2 separate regions of the Gossypium hirsutum genome follow, and region 2 is linked to region 1. Evidence: chromatin contacts called from public Hi-C data. All regions are on one chromosome and are shown on one strand. The core of a region is the stretch at or near the end of the contact, and the rest is flanking DNA. Distances in the headings are between cores, read along the strand shown.

What was found. Hi-C and Micro-C count contacts between places; a contact is called where the count stands out from the background.
Region 2: a contact with region 1 is called in a Hi-C map of leaf, with 2.7 times the contacts expected there. The contact joins the promoter of LOC107935234 here to the enhancer-like site in region 1. A contact is called at or near these places in 13 of 34 Hi-C or Micro-C datasets (anther, hypocotyl, leaf and 2 more).

The regions. Positions count from the first base shown.
Region 1 is chrD11:52,697,497-52,701,160 of Gossypium_hirsutum_v2.1, forward strand. No RefSeq gene overlaps it. Among protein-coding and RNA genes, the nearest start is that of LOC121223104, 32 kb to the right of the region's middle. Within about 2 kb of position 1,990, at least 9 of the 9 cell types and tissues checked have an H3K27ac peak or open chromatin away from gene starts, as enhancers often do. A contact at or near this core is called in hypocotyl and leaf, where this site is marked.
Region 2 is chrD11:52,778,913-52,782,576 of Gossypium_hirsutum_v2.1, forward strand. LOC107935234 (importin-5) reads left to right here and starts at 1,742. Exons shown (of 20, transcript XM_016867806.2): 1 at 1,742-3,227; 2 at 3,553-3,664. The coding sequence starts at 1,983.

The DNA of each region.
Region 1 (3,664 bases), core at 740-3,239:
ATCCCATAAAGGTTTTTCCCCATTTATCATGCACATCTATTCATCATCTATCTTAAAGTAGTACTAATAAGCTTGTCATGACTTAAAAATATTATTCATGTATTCCTTAGTTCATGCAAGCAGCATATCATCATTTATCACCCAAAAGCAGAATGCAGAAACTCACATTGTTTCCTTATACTTGCCATAGTGGCTTGCCCAAATGCTATTGTCTCCTTAGACCTAGCAGCAGTCCCTCTAGTTTTCTCATTCCTGGACATCCATGCCTACGACTATTGTAGCATGTAGAGTCTCTCGTGGTTACAACCTCTACTTTTTCAAGATAGCTAAAGAAGAAGATAATAATTTTAAAGAGAAGATTGTATAAATAGGTTAAGGAATTCCCCCTTCTCTCATCCTCCTACCTATATATCCTCATGGCATGATCTTCACAGACCGTCACTGCCACACAGTACTAATTATTGTGTTTCCCATTATGTAACTAGTTGGTCCCAATCTAACCAAACCAAATTAGGAGTTTATATTTCCCCTAACTAGCCACTTAATTCTCTAAATTTTTCGCTAATGTCCCAAAATTTCCATTACTATTCAATCAGCTCATCGACTCTTCCTTGAGTTCAAATATTTTATAAATTTGGGTGTGATAACTCCCTCACCGTAAAAGAAAATTTCACCCTCGAAATTTTTGCTCAGGGTCAATCTAAAGCAGTCTCTAGGTAATTGTCCTTCCTAGGATAACCAATTAGAGGCTAACTTCCCTATTCACCTAGGTGGTCTAGCCTATTCCCAACATTTTAAACCACTCTTCCTGAATGGAAGATCCAGACTTTTCACGAGTAGAGGCCATCCGTTAAAAAGTTATTTCTTGGCCTTCCTGGTGGAGCATTTAGTGTACACTACATCAGATTCACTAGACTGAGTCTATTTGAGCATTTATTACTTCTTGCGGATACTTAATAAATGTTTGGCTCTGGTGGACATTCCCACTTTTCCTAATTATTAAGAGATTCAAGAAGAAACCCATCCCCTTTTTACAGGTGTCACCCACCAAGTTTGGGAATTTGTATCGTCTGAGTTATTTCAACCAAACTTCCCTTGTACATTTGACTATTTAAATTGAGGCGTGAAGTAAGAAGGTGTCTTGTTTGAAATTTCACATCTCTTCCTTTTCGATTAAGTTACTCTAAATTTTCCTTCGGTTATACTTCTCTATTTCCCACATCTGATTTTACTTTCTTCTTTCCTTGACTGTCCCTAATAGGTTTTTCAGGTAATTTCTAAAGGCCTTCTCTTTTTCTTTTCATTTCTTTTCATTATTCGCAAAATGGTTAGGATTAAACTTATTCATCATGAGGGGGTCATCCACCACAGTAATGGTAGTAAGAAGGGTCGTGGTGGTAAGGATCAGCGTGATGGGGTTGGGCCTAGTTCCTATGGAATACATACTCCAGTGAAGACCTTCCCATTTCGTTGTACTACATCCTTGGGGAAATGGTCCATTAGAATAACATCTGAGGAATTCAGCTTCCTGATTTTTCCTATGATTGCAACCTTGTTTAAGGCGAGTGTCGATGGAGCGACAGCTCCAATAACATCATTCTTTCGCTTCATCTATCGAGGTCGAGTTTCATCTCCCCTTTATTTCTTTCTTTTGCGTTGATCTTGATGAGTATGGGATCACACCTGAGCAACTTACTGGCTTTTCTTAGTGGACCTTGGTTGCCTATTTCATCAATTGTAGCTTAAGGGGCGAGCCACCCCTTCTTGGCATTTTCCATTAATTATGTTAGTTAAAGGTAACTTCTCGAGGAGCCTTTTGGCCCATTTTAGCACTTGTCAAGGGTATGAGCCCATAATTAAAAACTGGGCTTCTCACATTCACCTGAATATAAACAAATTTAGTAGAGTGAGGTATAAGCTAAGGGGTGGGTTTGGGTCCCGACCCAATGGTCTATTCCTCTAGACCATGTTTGTACTCGTATGTAGTAACTGGATAATGAGACTACGAAGGTTTAGTTCTACTGCTTGAAGGTGGGCCGCTCTCTTGTATTTGAGGATCTTATTACTGCGAGAAATGTTTCCATTTTTTCTTAGATATTCATAGGCCCAATGGTTACAAGCCTTTAGTAAATATTTCTGAGGTCATTTCTCAAGTCTCACGCCCTTCAGATGTAGTGTGGCCCTACAAGGCTTCTCATGACTTACCCGTTGTTTTGGTCGAGAGGAAGGAGGAACCTTTAAACTTATTTTATTTTTACTATAGGCTATGCATACGCCCCTAGTCCATTCCCTCTACAAGGGTTGAGGGTGAGTCCCTTAGATAAAGAATTTTGTTCCTCGTATGGTTGATCCTGATTTTTCTTTTGCAAGTTTTGCTCAATCGTCCACTCCTTCTCAGATTTAAAACGACATAGATGTTGATGCCATCATGGAGAGGGTTTTGAAGGCCATTGATGATACTGATGCGAGGGTGCAAGTAGGTGATAACAACCGTAAGAGGCTGAGGAATGATGGGGACTCTTGTAGTATAGAGAAGGGTAGTGGCAGTAAGTTGATTCGTCGTAGAAGAAGCAAGATTCCAATTACTTCTAAGAGGGACCCTACTCCGCCTGTACCCTTGGCTTACCGCGAGAGTCAATCTGAGTCTATCACCACTTTTACAGACAGCTTTCCTCTTGTTTATAGTCTTCTTAAAATAATTTCTATTAAACTCATACAAAAAACTGACACTTAAACTCATACAACGACACCACTGGCTCACCTACGAACCTTAATCCTTCTAACCCCGTTTTCAGGATTTTACAATCCTAGTGAAGTAGGTTTAAATGTTTATGTTATAATTGATTTGCAATAGAAGTTAACTTTTAGGTGATGAAGCAATTAAAATATTGTTGAATATGGCATACATGTTCTAATTAGCATTAATGACTTGGTTGGTGAATAATTCATAGTATGAAATGTAAATATTAATTGTTGTTTAAGTGTTTAATGTCTTGATAAGAAGTTGTAGATGGATGTCTGAATTTATGTGGTATGTTTTGATGCAAATTGAATAGGTAAATTGAAGATCGTGTGTTAGTCTTGATTGGAAACCTTGATTTAGGTACAAAAAATGTGTATTCTAGCCAAGTACAGTGACTTAGTGGTCTGTTCATGATATTGCGTTACCGTACCCACGTTATTGCGATATCAATCCTATTTTATTTTGTAAACATTTCAATTTGGTCCTCAAGTTGGGAAGTTTGGCTATTGTCTTCGAAATCGCGATACCATGCCCTGGATATTGCGATACCCATCTAATACACTTTGAAGATTGGTTACTATCTTTGAAATTGCGATTCCAAGCCTTGGATATCGTGATTCTCACTTGATATACTTTGAAAATTTTCAATTTAGTCCTAGTTTGACCTCGAGATAGTCTTGAGCTTTCTAAGCTTGTAAAAGACTCGGGAAAGACTATTTATTGTGTTATTTGCTTATAACCTTTGTGTTTGTATGTTCAATTATGTGAATTGTATTAAATTTGATTGTAGTTGCTCCGACAACAAATGTGGCACCTTATAGCTCAGAGCTGATGATTGGGTCGAGTATTGTGTGTTACAGACCACCACTAAACTTTACTAAATGAACAAGCACGAAACATGCATACGCAATTTAGCTCTCT
Region 2 (3,664 bases), core at 492-2,991, 81 kb after region 1:
AGAAATAATAATATTTTTAAAAAGGACTAGATAATTTTAAAAGTTACATAAATAATAATGGTAAATTTTTTTTCTAATGTGAACTTGATATTTTTCTGTAAAAATTCTGATTGGTGGGTAATATTTTTAGAACTTTGGCTTCTTAAGATTTAGAAGTTAATTTCTTTTGGTAAACTATATCTAATTGTTCCTAAACTTTATTTAAAATTGTATTTTAGTCACCCAACTTTCAAAAGTTATATAACAATTATCAAATTGTTACATTTTTATAACTTGTCTGTTAACTACTGTTACAAGGTTGATGTGGCACTCTAATTTAAATGGTTAATTACTAATTTGGTCCCTAAACTATAATAAAAATGTCATTTTGTTTTTTTTAAATCTTAACAATAATTCTAAAAAGAACTAAAAAAAATCTTAACAAGCAAATAAAGAAATTATAAAATAATTAAAAACATTAAAATTTATACTTTATTTGTTTGTTTGTTAACATTTTGTTAGTTCTTTTTAGAATTATTGTTAAGAATTTTTTAAGAAAAATGATATTTTAGTTATAGTTCAAGGACCAAATTCGTAATTAAATATTTAAATTAACGTGCCACGTTAAGAGACGGACAAGTGACAAAAATGTAACAATTCGATAATATTAGTGACTATTATGTAACTTTTGAAAGTTGACTGATTGAAATATAATTTTAAAAAGAATGGACCCTTCTATTAATTATACCATATTAATGTATCACACTACTAAATTAAAAATTTTATTATCCTTTTTAGGCATCGGATCCAAATGAATTGAGACAAATACGTGAGAAAAAAATGAAAAATAAAAAAATAAAAAAGTTTAAATCACAAAATAGTATTGAAATTATACTAATTTTCCTAATGGTTCTTAAAGTGATACCTAAGCTACACTTCATTATCCAAATTACTCTGCCCTTAAAAAAATCTCTTAAACCTTTTGGATTTTTTTAGTTAAAAATTGGCAAGTGCGATAAAATTAGGGATGATATCACATTTGGTACTGTACTTTCATAAAATGTTTAATATGGTACTTCTATTTCGAAAATATCCAATGTGGTACTTGTAATTTGGAAATGTCCAATGTAGTACTTGTAATTTAGAAATGTTCAATGTGATAACTGAATTATTAATACGTATTTTATTATTATACATGTATTTCATAAAATGTCCAATATAGTACTTGTAATTTAAAAATGTCTAATTTGGTACCTAAACTATCAATATAAATTTTTATATTTTTATCATTTTAAACAATAAAACGAGCCAAGTCAAGCTAGCCCTAGCCAAGTGTGTCTCAAAAACGAGTCAAGCGAATCGGTTTGGCTATTACAAGGCCCATGAAAACCTCTTATTACCATTTAAGGAGTAAATAACATAATTTTTTTAAATTTAAAATTAATTTTAATATTTTTAATTTTAAATATTTCTTTTTTTTCAAAATTTTTGAATTCTTTTAAGAATTATATATTTAATTTTTTATGTTTTATTTAAAAATGAAAAATAGGTTATTTGATCAATTTTTGACTGCTACGTTCGTAACTTTAAGAACAAAATTAGACAAAAGGACCAAGAATTTAAAATTTAAAAAAATACAGGACTTAATGTCTCAAAATTATAGAGACTAAATTTTAAATTTCAAAAGAGTAGAGGGAACATTTTAAAAAATTCATAAAATAAAATTTAATTATTAAATCAGAATGAATATTTGGAATTAAAAGGAAAAGTGAGTAAAATGAAAATGTGTACGAGTAGAGAGGCATGAAGAAGAAATGGACCGACAACTTTTGGTTTCGTTTAAAACACTCGCACTCGCTCTCGCAAACCCTGCCTTAAAATTCGTATCTTCTTCTTTATTTCTTCTTTCCTTTCGTTATATTGGGATTGGGGAGGCGCCACAAATACAAAAAACCCCAAATAACAAAAACAAATTCTATCTCCTAAAACCCTGAAACTCGCCCATGGCCACCGATCAAACTCAGCTCCAACTCGCTCAACTCGCCCACATCTTGGGCCCCGATTCGACTCACTTCGAAACCCTAATCTCCCACCTCATGTCTTCCTCCAACGACCAACGTTCCCAGGCCGAGTCACTCTTCCACCTTGCCAAACAAACTCACCCCGACTCTCTCTCCCTCGCTCTCTCCCGTGTCTTATCCTCATCCCCTCGCCCCGAACTCCGAGCCCTCTCTGCCGTCCTCCTCCGTAAAATCCTAACTCCCGCCGCTGATTACTCCTTTCTCTTTCCTCTCCTGGCTGAATCCACACGCGCCGCCATCAAAGCCTCGCTTTTATCCTCCCTCCAAACAGAACAATCAAAAGCTAACGTAAAAAAACTCTGCGATACAATTTCCGATCTCGCTTCTTCCGTCGTTGCTACTAGAGGCTGGCCGGAACTATTGCCATTCCTCTTCCAATGTGTGAATTCTAAGAATCCCAACCTCGAAGAATCTGCTCTTTTGATTTTCTCTCGATTAGCTCAAAACGTCGGAGAAACAACGGAAACCCTAATCCCTCATTTAAACACTCTCCATTCCGTCTTCTTCAATTGTTTATCAAATCCGTCAAGTTGCGACGTACGAATCGCAGCTTTAAGCGCCTCAGTCAGTTTCATTCAATGTATTTCAAACCCCAAAGATCGGGACGCTTTCCAAGATTTGTTGCCGTTGATGATGCAGACGTTGACCGAGGCGTTGAACTCTGGATTAGAAGCCACAGCTCAAGAGGCTTTGGAATTGTTAATTGAGTTAGCCGGGACTGAGCCGAGGTTTCTAAGGAGGCAAATAATGGAAGTAGTAGGATCGATGTTACAAATTGCTGAGGCGGAGAGTTTAGAAGAAGGAACACGCCATTTAGCCATTGAATTTATAATTACGTTAGCAGAGGCGAGAGAGAGGGCTCCGGGGATGATGAGGAAGTTACCACAATTCATAAGGAGGTTATTTTGGGTGTTGATGAATCTATTGGTGGACATTGAAGATGAACCGGATTGGTATAATGCAGAGAGTGAGGATGAGGATGCTGGGGAAACAAGTAATTATGGGGTTGGTCAGGAGTGTTTGGATAGATTGTCGATTTCATTAGGAGGGAATACTGTTGTACCAGTGGCTTCAGAATTGTTTCCGGTGTTTTTGGCTGCTTCAGAGTGGCAGAAACGACATGCTGCTCTCATTGCACTTGCTCAGATTGCTGAGGGTTGTTCCAAGGTTTGAATTTTGAAGTTCCAAATTAACAGTTTGATCATATTTAATGCACTGTGTATGTTTATTCTATTTGGAGCTTGCATGTCACTTCTTGCTACCTATATAATAATGATAAGACACTATTAGAAGCTTAATTTTTTATGTTTTGTTTATTCTAGACGTGGCATTTATAATTTGTGTGGATTTGAATTAATATAGGTTCTGCGGTTAACTTGATAAAGAATTGCTTTATCTATGTCCCTTGATCAATGGGGCAGATTTTGATTAAATTGTAATATGCTTCATTGTTTCTGAACGGGTTTTGCTTTTCTTTTCTTCTTCTTTCCAGGTGATGATAAGAAATCTAGAACAGGTAGTGTCAATGATTTTGAATTCATTTCACGATGCCCATCCTCGTGTTCGATGGGCTGCTATTAATGCCATTGGGCAGTTGTCTACGG